Linked DNA regions of Gossypium hirsutum: all the other regions are linked to region 3. A link is a contact called in public Hi-C data. All regions are on one chromosome and are shown on one strand. The core of a region is the stretch at or near the end of the contact, and the rest is flanking DNA. Distances in the headings are between cores, read along the strand shown. Region 1 holds the start of LOC107950755 (circumsporozoite protein). Region 2 holds the start of LOC107950750 (COP1-interactive protein 1). Region 3 holds the start of LOC107950744 (ubiquitin-conjugating enzyme E2-17 kDa).

Region 1 (3,535 bases), core at 855-3,354, 470 kb after region 3:
TCAGAACAGTCCTAAAAGTCATCATGAGTAGGACTTCTTGTGTCTGTGCCACTATCCTTTAATGGTTCAACAACTAACTGGTACATTTGATACTTCGACCATTTATGGCCCAGTGAGTATTTAAGACCACACCAAAAACAAAGCCCCTTTTTTCCTCCTATCTTCCAGTTCTGTTTGAGACAAGGACTTTGAAGGCATTTTAAAACTAGGCTTCCCACTTGTTGATTCACTTGCTGAACTCAGACTACTACTTCCTCTAAGACTTCGAGCCATAGGAAATAAAAGTCTTTCCACATTAACTCCACCATTAATCATGTTTTCTTTTTTGACCGGTCTATACACAATATTCTTTACCTGTCTCGCTAGGTTGTACCCCTCCACTAGTGACTGAGGTTTAAACAACCTAAGATATTGACCTATCTCAGGCTTGAGATTGCTAAGGAAGATGCTTAGTGCATAAGTTTCAGGCAGGTTCAACTGATTCAACAAACTTAGAAAATCATCATGATACTGGTCAACAGAACCAAGCTATTTGAGGGTCACTAGTTCTGCCATAGGATCGAGAAAAGAGTCTGACCCAAAACGCTCCCTAAGTCCCCTAGCATAGATATTCCAAGATAGTTGATGTAATCCCCCATGCCTTCGAGCAAAAAAATGGTGCCAGTCAAGTGCCTTACCTTCGAGATGCAACATAACTAGCCGAACCTTTGCATGATCACCAATCACCTCCTCTTCAAAGTACTGCTCAAGCTTGGACCACCATCCTTGAAAGTTCTCACCATCAAATGACGGGCATTCCATCCTAAAAGTGAAACGATTAGCTTCCACCATCACTCCACATGAAGACATGCTTGAATGGCCTAGATCTGCCATCGGAGATACTATTATGTGTTCTTAAGATGGGAAACTAGGTGGTGACCCCAAAATCCCTTTACCTTTACTATTCACCGCACCGTCCACTGCCATTAGAGGTCCATGACCAAAATATTGCTCAAATAAAGAGTGAAGCTCAGAACGAAGTTTTGTACGTACCTCCGACTTGATTCATTTACGTACCTCCGACTTGATTCCTTCTTGTAGATCTTTCAACCGAACATCAATTCATGTATTCAACTGAGAAAACTCTGACTGCATGTGAGAAAGTTCACCTTGGATCTGTCCGAGTTCCTTCTACATTTGCATGGTTACTCCGTCACCAGTCATGAGGATCGATAGCTTTGATACCTTTGTTGAAGAATGATTTGAGATAGAGATAAAAAAGAAAGAAGAGAGGAAATCCAGAGAAAAAACAGAAAGAGAAAAAAGAAGCTGAAAACAGAATTCAATTTTTCATGTCTTTCCCTTTCGGTTACAAGCAATATAATGACAGCAATAACCGCTATACTGCAATAGACTAAACGCACCCGTTTTTTACTAGACAAAAAACTCATCGTATCACTAATCCACTCAAAAGAAATTGCAGCGTTTAACTAATTATTTTTAACAGTCTTAATAGAAATATAAACAAAGATATGACCGTTAGCTAAACCATAACATTTTTCTTTTTTCTTTTTTTCACTTTAAGGGACCATGGTTATAAGGTCCCCCAAACTCGATTTCACAAGACCCTTATGGGTCTCATCCCATCACGACGCAATAGTCGAGGGAGTTAGGGCTAACATGATGTCGCCTGTTAAGAGGGCTTCACCAGTGCCGCCTGACACTCACCCTTCACCCTATTTTTTCGATTTTCCTTTTTTTTAATTTCATTTTATATTTGTTTTGTATTTGTACTCGGGTTGCGTATTCAAAAGGTTTCACCTATTAAAAAAGTGTTTTTTTCACTGTCAGTCAGAAAAGTCTAAAAATAAAGGTGGTGCCACCTATGCGCCACCCTCCACCATCCCTGATACACCATTTTCGTAAATAGTTCAGCTGGTATACCATTTTGAAACTTTTTTTTATATTATATATGTAAAAAAACAGATATCTAAATTTATTTTAAACATAATTAATACCTAAACTTGAATATCGCACTTATATTGATACATAACTAATGTTGCAAGTGTCATAAAATGATTTAAAAAATCGTAAATTAAAAAAGTTAATAATAATAATTAACGTTGCTTCAGAAACAGGAAAAGAAGATTTGCGATGCGATCCAAAGCCAATGTCAATTATGCAACCTATATCCTTGGAACTCTGTTCCGCTTATATATAACTCCTAAACGCCACCGTTTCCTTTCTCGGTTCAAAGTCTCCTTGTTTTTTTTCTCCCCCAGTTAACCCCTGTTCCTATTCCAACACTTTTTTTTTTTAAATCTACCCTTGTATGTCTGATCTTCTTTTTTCTCTAAAATTTTGATGAGAAATGAAGTATTTCAAGTTTGGAAGTGGTGAATGTGGAAGCTGTCCAAATTAGTGTACAAAAAAAGGTCTACTTTTTAAGGTTAGAAACCTTCAACTTCTTCTTCTTCTTCATATATATTTAGACTGTTTTGAGGTTGCTTTTGATTAAATTCTGTGATGAATAGGTTCTTATTGTAGCAAAAAAATTGGGTTTATGTTAAATATGGAAAGAAATTATGTTCTTTTGATGGGATTTTTTCTACTGCTAGTTGCTGTCGATTGCTCAGGTTCTGATCCAAAGGTGAGTGTTTTTTTTTTAATGGAGAAAGTTGATTAAATTTTTTAATTTCATTCATGGGATCAAATAAAATTTCTCATTGATTTTTCCTTTTTAGGGGAACGAACAGACTGGTTTAAATCAGAAATTAGATGGCACAGTGGAACTGTTGAAGGAAAATGGTGAATCTAAATCTGTTTCAGATTCAATTGGAATTAAAAACTTGAAAGGTAATGGAGGAGATCAAACTAATGGATCAAAAGGAGATATTGGGAGTGATACAAGTAAGAGTAATTTGAAACTGCAATCAGGTTCAAATGGAGGTGAGAATTTGGTGAAGGATGGGAAAGATTCAAGTAGTGAAGCAGAAGGAAATTCAGACAATGAACAACGAGGTGATATTGAGCACAAGGGTCGGGAAGAGTCACATGTTGAAGCCGGAGGAAAGACCGATAGTGGAGAAGGTGATAATGTGCAAAAGGCTAAGCAAGAATCACATTTTGATGCCGGAGGAAAGGCAGATGGTGGAAAAGGTGATAATGAGCACAAGGGTAAGGACGAATCGCGGTTTGAAGCCGGAGGAAAAGTGGACAGTACAAAAGGTGATAACGAGCAAAAGGGTAAGGAAGAATCGCAGTTTGAAGCCAGGGGAAAGGCAGATGGTGGAAAAGGCGATAAGGAGGGTCAGGAATCCAAAGGAGTGATGGATGGTGCGAAAGAAGGTGATAATGAGCAAAAAGGTCAGAAAGAATCAAATCTTAAAACCAGAGGAGAGACGAATGGTGCGAAAGAAGTTGATAACGTGCAAAAGGGTTTGGAAGAATCAAAACATGATAACAAAGGGAATACAGATGGTGAGATAGAAGGTAACAATGTGCAAAAGGGTCAGGAAAAGTCAAATATTGAAGCCAAAGAAAAGACGGATGGTGA
Region 2 (3,769 bases), core at 846-3,345, 350 kb after region 3:
CCAATTGGCCTCTAAGACCGAAGAGAGCGAAGCTTTAGCTTCAGGTCATCTGTCTGCTTCAAGTAAAACAGAAGAAATAGAAACCATCAACAAAGATGAGCCTAAAAGAGATTCTGAAGTTGGGATTGATGGTAAGACAGCTGAAACTAAACAGCAAGGAGAGACAAATACCGCAATGTATGTGCCGGTTTGGGAGGAAGGAGATGAAGTAACTAAACTCATGAAGCAACTCAAAGAAAATGAAAAGAACCTAACATCTAGAATCAACAATTCAATGGCACAGGTCTGCAATCTGAAAAAGGAAGTGGACTATTTACGTGCCCAACAATGTGAAGCCAGAGGAAATGTAATGAAGCCGGAATTAGAGGTTCAAGTGAAAACTCTGAAAGAGGAAAACCAAGGCTTACAGGTGCAGGTGATCGACTTGGAATCGGAGGTTGATGCTCTACGCAAACAGAAAATTACATCCAAAGATGAATTGAGGAGTAATGTTCATGAAATCAATCGATTGAAAGAGGAAAATGCTCACCTGAATTCAAGAATTCTAGGACTGGAAGCACTATTTAGAGAGAGGAGACTTGAGGACTGCCAAACTAAAAGGGAAAAACAAACAACTCAGATGAGTACAGAGGTTAAGTTGGATCATGTGACGGAGAAAAACCAAGTGGAGTTACAGATTGCAGACCAACAGAGAATGATGAAAGAAATAGAAGAACATACTAGGAAAACCATGGAACGTAACCCAAAGCTTATCAAACAATTATCTGCAGGAAACAAGTTAAATTACATAGAAAGAAAGATGGGGAATTTAGCACAAGAATTCTACCAGAAACTCAATGATAACATCCGTCTTCTGTGCTTAAGGATCGCGGTTGCTGAAAAAACACATTACGAAAACAAAGAGAATTACAAGAACATAAAAGAAAGTTTAGAGCAAGAAAACAAAGAACTGAAACAAAAGCTTGTTACTTGTGAAACTGAGTTGACGAAGCTGATAGATAATGCAGAAAAGAAAAGGGAAAATGACAAGGTATCGAATTCAGAAGAAGGACAAAAGTTGAAGCTATTGAAAGCTGTGAGTGTGCTTGAGAAAAAAGTGGGAGAATTGGAGAAGATTAATAAAGAAAAAGATGCGACATTGTTGAGTCGAGAAGAAGAAAAGAGGGAAGCCATAAGGCAGCTTTGTTTGTTGATTGATTATCATCGTACCAACTGTGATTATCTCAAGGAATTGGTCTCAAAGTTGACTGTTAGAATCAAGACAAAGATATGAACTTTTTAAAATTTAAGATTTTTTCTTCTTCTTTTCAAATGTTTAAATTCATTCTTTTTTAGAGGAAAGTAACACTGTCTGAACTGTCACCAGTACATTGTTTCCATCTAATAAGTCTATTTACTTTATTCATTAATTTTTGTAAAAAAAAAAGAAGAAAATTCTTACATTCTTATCTAGTTTTATTCTTATTCATCGATTTTTATATTTGGTCAATTGAATATTTTTAGGGTGGTGTTTGACAAGAAGAATAGTTAACAGTTATAGGTAACTTTTCCTTTTTAACTTATTGTAAAATTTCTTATTTTATTCACCAAAAAGAAAAAACACTAATGTAATTTAAATAATGTATTAAAAATATGGTAATTATTTTATCCATGGTCTGCGGCCATCAAAATTGGAATATATTTTTTATATATTCAATTTTTAATTTTTTTATTATATTCTATATTCATCTTATTTTATTGGTGAATTTTCTTTAAAAATAGTTAATAAAATTATAAATTATGGTATTAATTATGATAAATGCTTCTGGGTCAAAAGAAATTATTACTATAAGTAATATAATTAATAAAATCCTTATTTTTGCGGTAACTATCAGTCAACGACATTCAAATAAATGCGAAAATTGAAAACACCAAAAAGCACGGGAAAATTTTAATTATTTCTTTCCGATTAAAAGGAATCAAATCATCTCGCGTTTTCTTCTGACGAGAAATTGAAGGGAATAGAAGGGTATAACTGCAATAAATAATAAATGGAAGGGTAAGTTAATTAATTATTATTAAAAGAATTTCCAAAGATTCAATCTAAAGCTACAAACTGGCTCAGGAAAGTGCACTCTCTAAATCTAATACAAACAAATTCATTTTCTCCATTTATTCCTTTTCACTGCTAATTTTTTTTCTCAATTCAGAGGGAAAAAAAAAAAAACAACCCACAGCCTCTCTTTTCTCAGATTTTTTTCTGGTTCTTCTTCGTAATCAAGCCTTATAGCTCTGCTTCAGAGGTAATCTTTGATTATCAAATGATTTTTCACCACTGTAGTTTCTGTTTCGATTACATAAACTCTAGTTTTTATCGAAATCTTTGATCTTTAGTAGTTCAATTTTAGTTATCTGTGTTTTTTTTCATGATTTTTGTAAAATAAATTAAGCTTTCATCCATTCGTTTTCTTAAACATAAATCTAACTTAGGATTCTCTTTTCCTCGTTGAAAATTTTCTTGTATTAGTGTATATAGATTCCCAAAAATCCACGTGGTTTTGATTTTTTTAAGAAATAGAATTGAAAATGATTTGAGATCATGAATTTGAATTCAAGTAAATGAAGTTCTTCTTCTTCCTCACTTTTTTCTTTTTGCCTTTTTCAAAAATCTTCCAGATTTTTCTACTTTTTGAACTTTTTGCTTACATCATCTTAGATTCGATTATTAATGTTAAATTCATTCTCTTTAGATTTGAACTAAAAAAATATCTATTTGCTTCTGTAGAAACTTATCAAAGCTTCATAAGCAAGACTGAGAGAACAAGGTGAAGAGGAAGAATCAGGTGAATAATACTGTTTATTTTTTAACGAGTTTTTTTTTTTTGTTACAGTTACAGTTTATTACCTTTTTAAATTTTAGCAATAGTATTTCCTCTTTTTCATATTATACTATAAAAGGTTTTTGAGTAATTGAGTGATAAATTGACTGGGAATTACCGTATGTTTCGAAAAAAAAAAGAAGAACAGCTGACCTTTTCTTTTTCCAAATCAATTTATCAAATTTACGAATGGGTGATACTGATGATAAGATATCCATTCGGTTACGACGACGACGTTTTTGTTTCTTGTAATAATATAATTAAAATCATTAGTCTTGTTTATTAGCATGCTTAAAAATTAGAAAATTCTTTTTTGTTGGTTTTAGATTGTCATTTTGAGCTTGATTACCCCAAACAAAAACAAAAACAAAAAGAGCTTGGATTTGATATTTCAATTGTTTCTTTCTGCTTGGAAGTTTTTATGTGTTAGGATAGTTGATTTCATTGGTTGTCTGTGGTAAGGGAGTAACGATTATAGTGATAGACATGATAGGATTACGCAATATAAATAAATTAAATTAAACAAGACATAATGGATTTATATTTGATGCAGTGACACATCATCTAAAAATGAATATAAGTGGATTTATTTTTAAAAATTTTAGATGATGTGCAAATATGTGATTCATTGACAATACATAAAATTATATACCGTTGCATCAAATCTTAATTCTATATAAATTTCATTCAAGCAGACAATTTCGAAATTTGTATTATATGAATTATCGACTATCAAATTCATATGTCAAGTATCACACGATTAAACATGAGGACAGGACAATTCAACAGTAGTAAACCATTTTCGGCCCATGTATGGTACTGGTTCTTGGACCATTATACCTTACATTCTATAACTTTGTAGGAGAGGTTTGTGAATTAGCATTTATTGAAAACTTAATGTTCACTTGCTT
Region 3 (3,669 bases), core at 929-3,428:
GCAACAACGATGGGGAAAGAATGCCACGTCTCACAATGAATGAACCTTACATAATATTATCATCCATTCATTATTTCACCTTAGTTGACTGCTGTATTTGAAAAGAAAAGAAATCATTTAGCCTTTTTTTCTTTGAACAAATTCTGTTGAGACGTTGTTTTTAAATGCATTGGTGAATTTCTATATGTTATTATGAAAGATTTGATGATAGCATCTTCAAATTATAATTTCCTTTTTGTTTTTTGGTATTTAAAATATGTGTGAAACATATGGAATTACAATATTTTAAGAAAATACAACTAATGCTCCCCATGCAATCTCATGTCAGAAAAATGATTTCTTCCCCAAAAAACTCAAGTGGCAAACAGACAATTACGGGAACCAATCTTTGTACGTACAATTTAACTTTTCATTTTTAATTTCTTCATAAAGGTTTAGAATATATTTTTATTTTATTTTTAAAATTTGAAAACAAAGAACAACGAATTTGAAAGAGAATCAATTCAGTAATCAAATTTAAAATTTAAAATATCTTATTAACTTTTAAATTTTACAAATCATTTTCATTAAAAAAAATAAGTTTTTTTGTTTTTTTAAAAAAATTTAATTTGCTTTAATATTAAATTCTGGTTAAAAATATGCAATAAAATCACTGTACTCTTTACAAATTTAAAATTTAGTTCATATATTATTATTTTAGAAAATTATTCTCTCTACGTTTTAGATTTTAAATTTCAGATCTAACCGTTAACACTGTTAAAATTATTTTGTTAAATTCAATTTTATCACAACACCATTTTTTAGTTATATTGCTACAAAGTAAATATTTTTTATTTCAAAATATCACCCAACAAATCCGTATAATTATTTTAATGATAGTGGTTAATTTACACAATTATTTTATTCAGGGTGACTAAATTAAGAATTTTTTTTAAAATGATCATACTAAAGCTAACCCTATTTTAGAGTGATTATCAGCGTAATTTACCCCAAACAAAATTAGGGGCGACCCAAAAAATTTTAAAATCCAATTTACTTTTAAAACAAAATTAACTTACCTCTAAAACCAACAAAAAAAAACAAAAGAACTTATTTTAGATAAACTCTATCCACAATCTACATTTAAAAGAAATTATACAAACTATTACATGACAAACTAAATAATTTAACACAACACGATATAACACAAGTTTCATAATCCAACACAACATTGCAACAAAATTATTTTCATTAACAATTTTTTTATTTATCAAATAGTGAAGTGAGTTTTGCTTCAATGAGAAAAAAAAAAAGCGTCAAATGCTGAAATGAACCGCGTAGTGCAAGTGAAGGATCGGGTTCGGGTGTAGTATTTTTGGGTTTAATTTATTAATTGAGTTTAAATATCAATTGGATTTAATTTTTGGATATTGGCCCAATTAGGTATAAATTTTAAGGGTGAATTACGTGATTAAACTTAAAAAAAATTATGAAATGAGATTAAATTATTTTAAAGTTTCTATTTAAAATACTGGGTTGTTTTTTTTTTAAAGCCTGACTAACGAGTTTCAAGCAACAATTAGATGGTTGGTACAGTAGCTCAATATCCATTAAGAGTAGAAAAATATACCTTAAATCTAAGTCAATCTAAAGATCAATGTATGATATCAGAAAAAAAAATTGTTTGAATTTTGGTTTGCATATTCACAACGTTTAAAGCTGTTTCTTGAAAACAAAATGAATTGTAAAAGAGAAGGGAAAGCAAATCGTTTGATTGGTGGAGGCGATGCGGATAAAAAAGTCATATAACATCAATTTTAACAACTCGTTGAATTAAATAAAAACTTTCGAATAATTTAGTGATCATTTTGTAAGCTTTTATAATTGAGTGACGAAAACATAAATTTATTAATAATTTAGTGACAATAAATGTAATTTACCCCGATTACGATTAGTTTTTGAATTGAGTTTGAGTTTATAAAATATAAAAATAAAAATAAAAAAATATTTTTTTTCAAAACCAAAATCAACGATTTATTTTTGCACACTCCTGCAAATTACCTTCACGCGCCACACGCGGTTGCCAATGCCATCTCTAAAGAGAAGGTATCCGTGTCAAAAGAAATACAAAATAAAATTCTCTTATAATCGTGTGGGGTCTACAAAGATAGCCAATGAGAGCACAAAACATCCCAATTTTTGCCTTTTTCTACATAATAATTATAATTTTTATTATTAAAAAATGATGTTCTGGGAGATCTATTTTTAAAGCTTTATTTTTGCCTCTTTACATTTCTTCCGCTATTTTCAGCAACTAAAAAAAAAAAAAAACCCCAAACAGACAATAGCCTAGGACAGGAGGATCTCTCAGGTACTTGTTCTTTTTTCTCTCCAGTTTCCTCTTTATTTCGTTTCATTTTTTTGGTTTCTCTTCAATTTAAAATTTTCTTTGCTAGACACAAAAAGCGATCTAGCTTGAAAAGTTCTATTTTTTTAAAGATTTTGTTTGTTTTAGGGTTTAGGTGATGGCTTCAAAGCGGATCTTGAAGGAGCTCAAGGATCTCCAGAAAGATCCTCCTACCTCTTGCAGCGCAGGTTCAAAATTTTTTTTTCTATTTCGTGTTTCGATTTGTTCATTTCTGAATTTTTAAAGATTTGTTCGTTGAAACTCTTTTTTTTTTTTGAAAAAATGATTAGAAATTTTTTAGATATCTGCTTTTGAAAAAGAAAATTATGACATGATAATTACTATTGCTGCATAATTCAATTTGACCTATATATAACGAATCTATTTTCTATACTTAATTATTAGTCTTTTCATTTTGACCATGATGATTCCATTTTTTTCTAACCACAATATATTTCTTTTTTATTTTTTTAAAATTTTCATGTCTAATTATTAGTTAATTATTGTTCATGTCTGTTTGTTAAGGTGTTATTCGGTCATACGAAATTGTTCATGTATAGGTGAAGTTTGTAAGGAAACGATTTGCATAATTGCATGTATTGAGTATATGAACTCGTCATTTCTGTTATATGTGCTTAAATTTCTTAAGGCAAATAAGAGAAAGGATGAGTGGTTCGTTCAATTTTTATTTGGGAAAATATTATCATAAGATTACTTGGTGATTGTTCATCTAACTATTGTCCTTTTGCTTATTTTTACTATTGAATTAGGCCCTGTTGCTGAAGACATGTTTCATTGGCAAGCAACTATTATGGGTCCTCCTGACAGTCCTTATGCTGGTGGAGTGTTTCTAGTCACCATTCATTTCCCTCCGGACTATCCATTTAAACCACCAAAGGTAGTTGATTGTATTCCTGAACCAAACTAGTTTACATTCTTTCTTGCCTTGGCTCTATAATTTGTATTTTTAGCTATCAAGTGTTGTTATCCTATATCTGTTAATTACTGGATTTCCTGTGGTCTCATTTACAAGTTTGGTCCTTCCACTTATTACTTTTGGTTTCAGTTTGGATGCATAACATTAGTATTCAGGTTGTCTATTTGTAGGCCCAGTTGAGCTACACGTGAGGGGGAGTGTTAGGTGATGTTATCCCACATTTATTAAGTATTGGTCATATTTAAGTTGTGCCACTCCACTTATTACCAATTGGTTTTAGGTTGGATGCTTAACATTATCTTTATTGCCTATATATTTGACTGTAACTGGCTGTCTTTTTCATTTA

Evidence for each region. A called contact is a pair of places that touch in the nucleus more often than the background predicts.
Region 1: a contact with region 3 is called in a Hi-C map of leaf, with 2.0 times the contacts expected there. The contact joins the promoter of LOC107950755 here to the promoter of LOC107950744 in region 3. A contact is called at or near these places in 2 of 34 Hi-C or Micro-C datasets (both in leaf).
Region 2: a Hi-C map of leaf shows a contact between it and region 3, with 2.6 times the contacts expected there. The contact joins the promoter of LOC107950750 here to the promoter of LOC107950744 in region 3. A contact is called at or near these places in 12 of 34 Hi-C or Micro-C datasets (anther, callus, hypocotyl and 2 more).

The regions. Positions count from the first base shown.
Region 1 is chrD03:33,642,303-33,645,837 of Gossypium_hirsutum_v2.1, forward strand. It overlaps LOC107950755 (circumsporozoite protein), which reads left to right and starts at 2,105. Exons shown (of 5, transcript XM_016885706.2): 1 at 2,105-2,428; 2 at 2,514-2,629; 3 at 2,724-3,535. The coding sequence starts at 2,543.
Region 2 is chrD03:33,525,103-33,528,871 of Gossypium_hirsutum_v2.1, forward strand. LOC107950750 (COP1-interactive protein 1) reads left to right here and starts at 2,096. Exons shown (of 4, transcript XM_016885702.2): 1 at 2,096-2,282; 2 at 2,765-2,822. It overlaps LOC107950749 (COP1-interactive protein 1), which reads left to right. Exons shown (of 3, transcript XM_016885701.2): 3 at 1-1,440. The coding sequence ends at 1,273.
Region 3 is chrD03:33,176,520-33,180,188 of Gossypium_hirsutum_v2.1, forward strand. LOC107950744 (ubiquitin-conjugating enzyme E2-17 kDa) reads left to right here and starts at 2,179. Exons shown (of 5, transcript XM_016885696.2): 1 at 2,179-2,350; 2 at 2,495-2,574; 3 at 3,157-3,284. The coding sequence starts at 2,505. LOC107950743 (probable inactive receptor kinase At4g23740) reads left to right here. Exons shown (of 3, transcript XM_016885695.2): 3 at 1-185. The coding sequence ends at 39.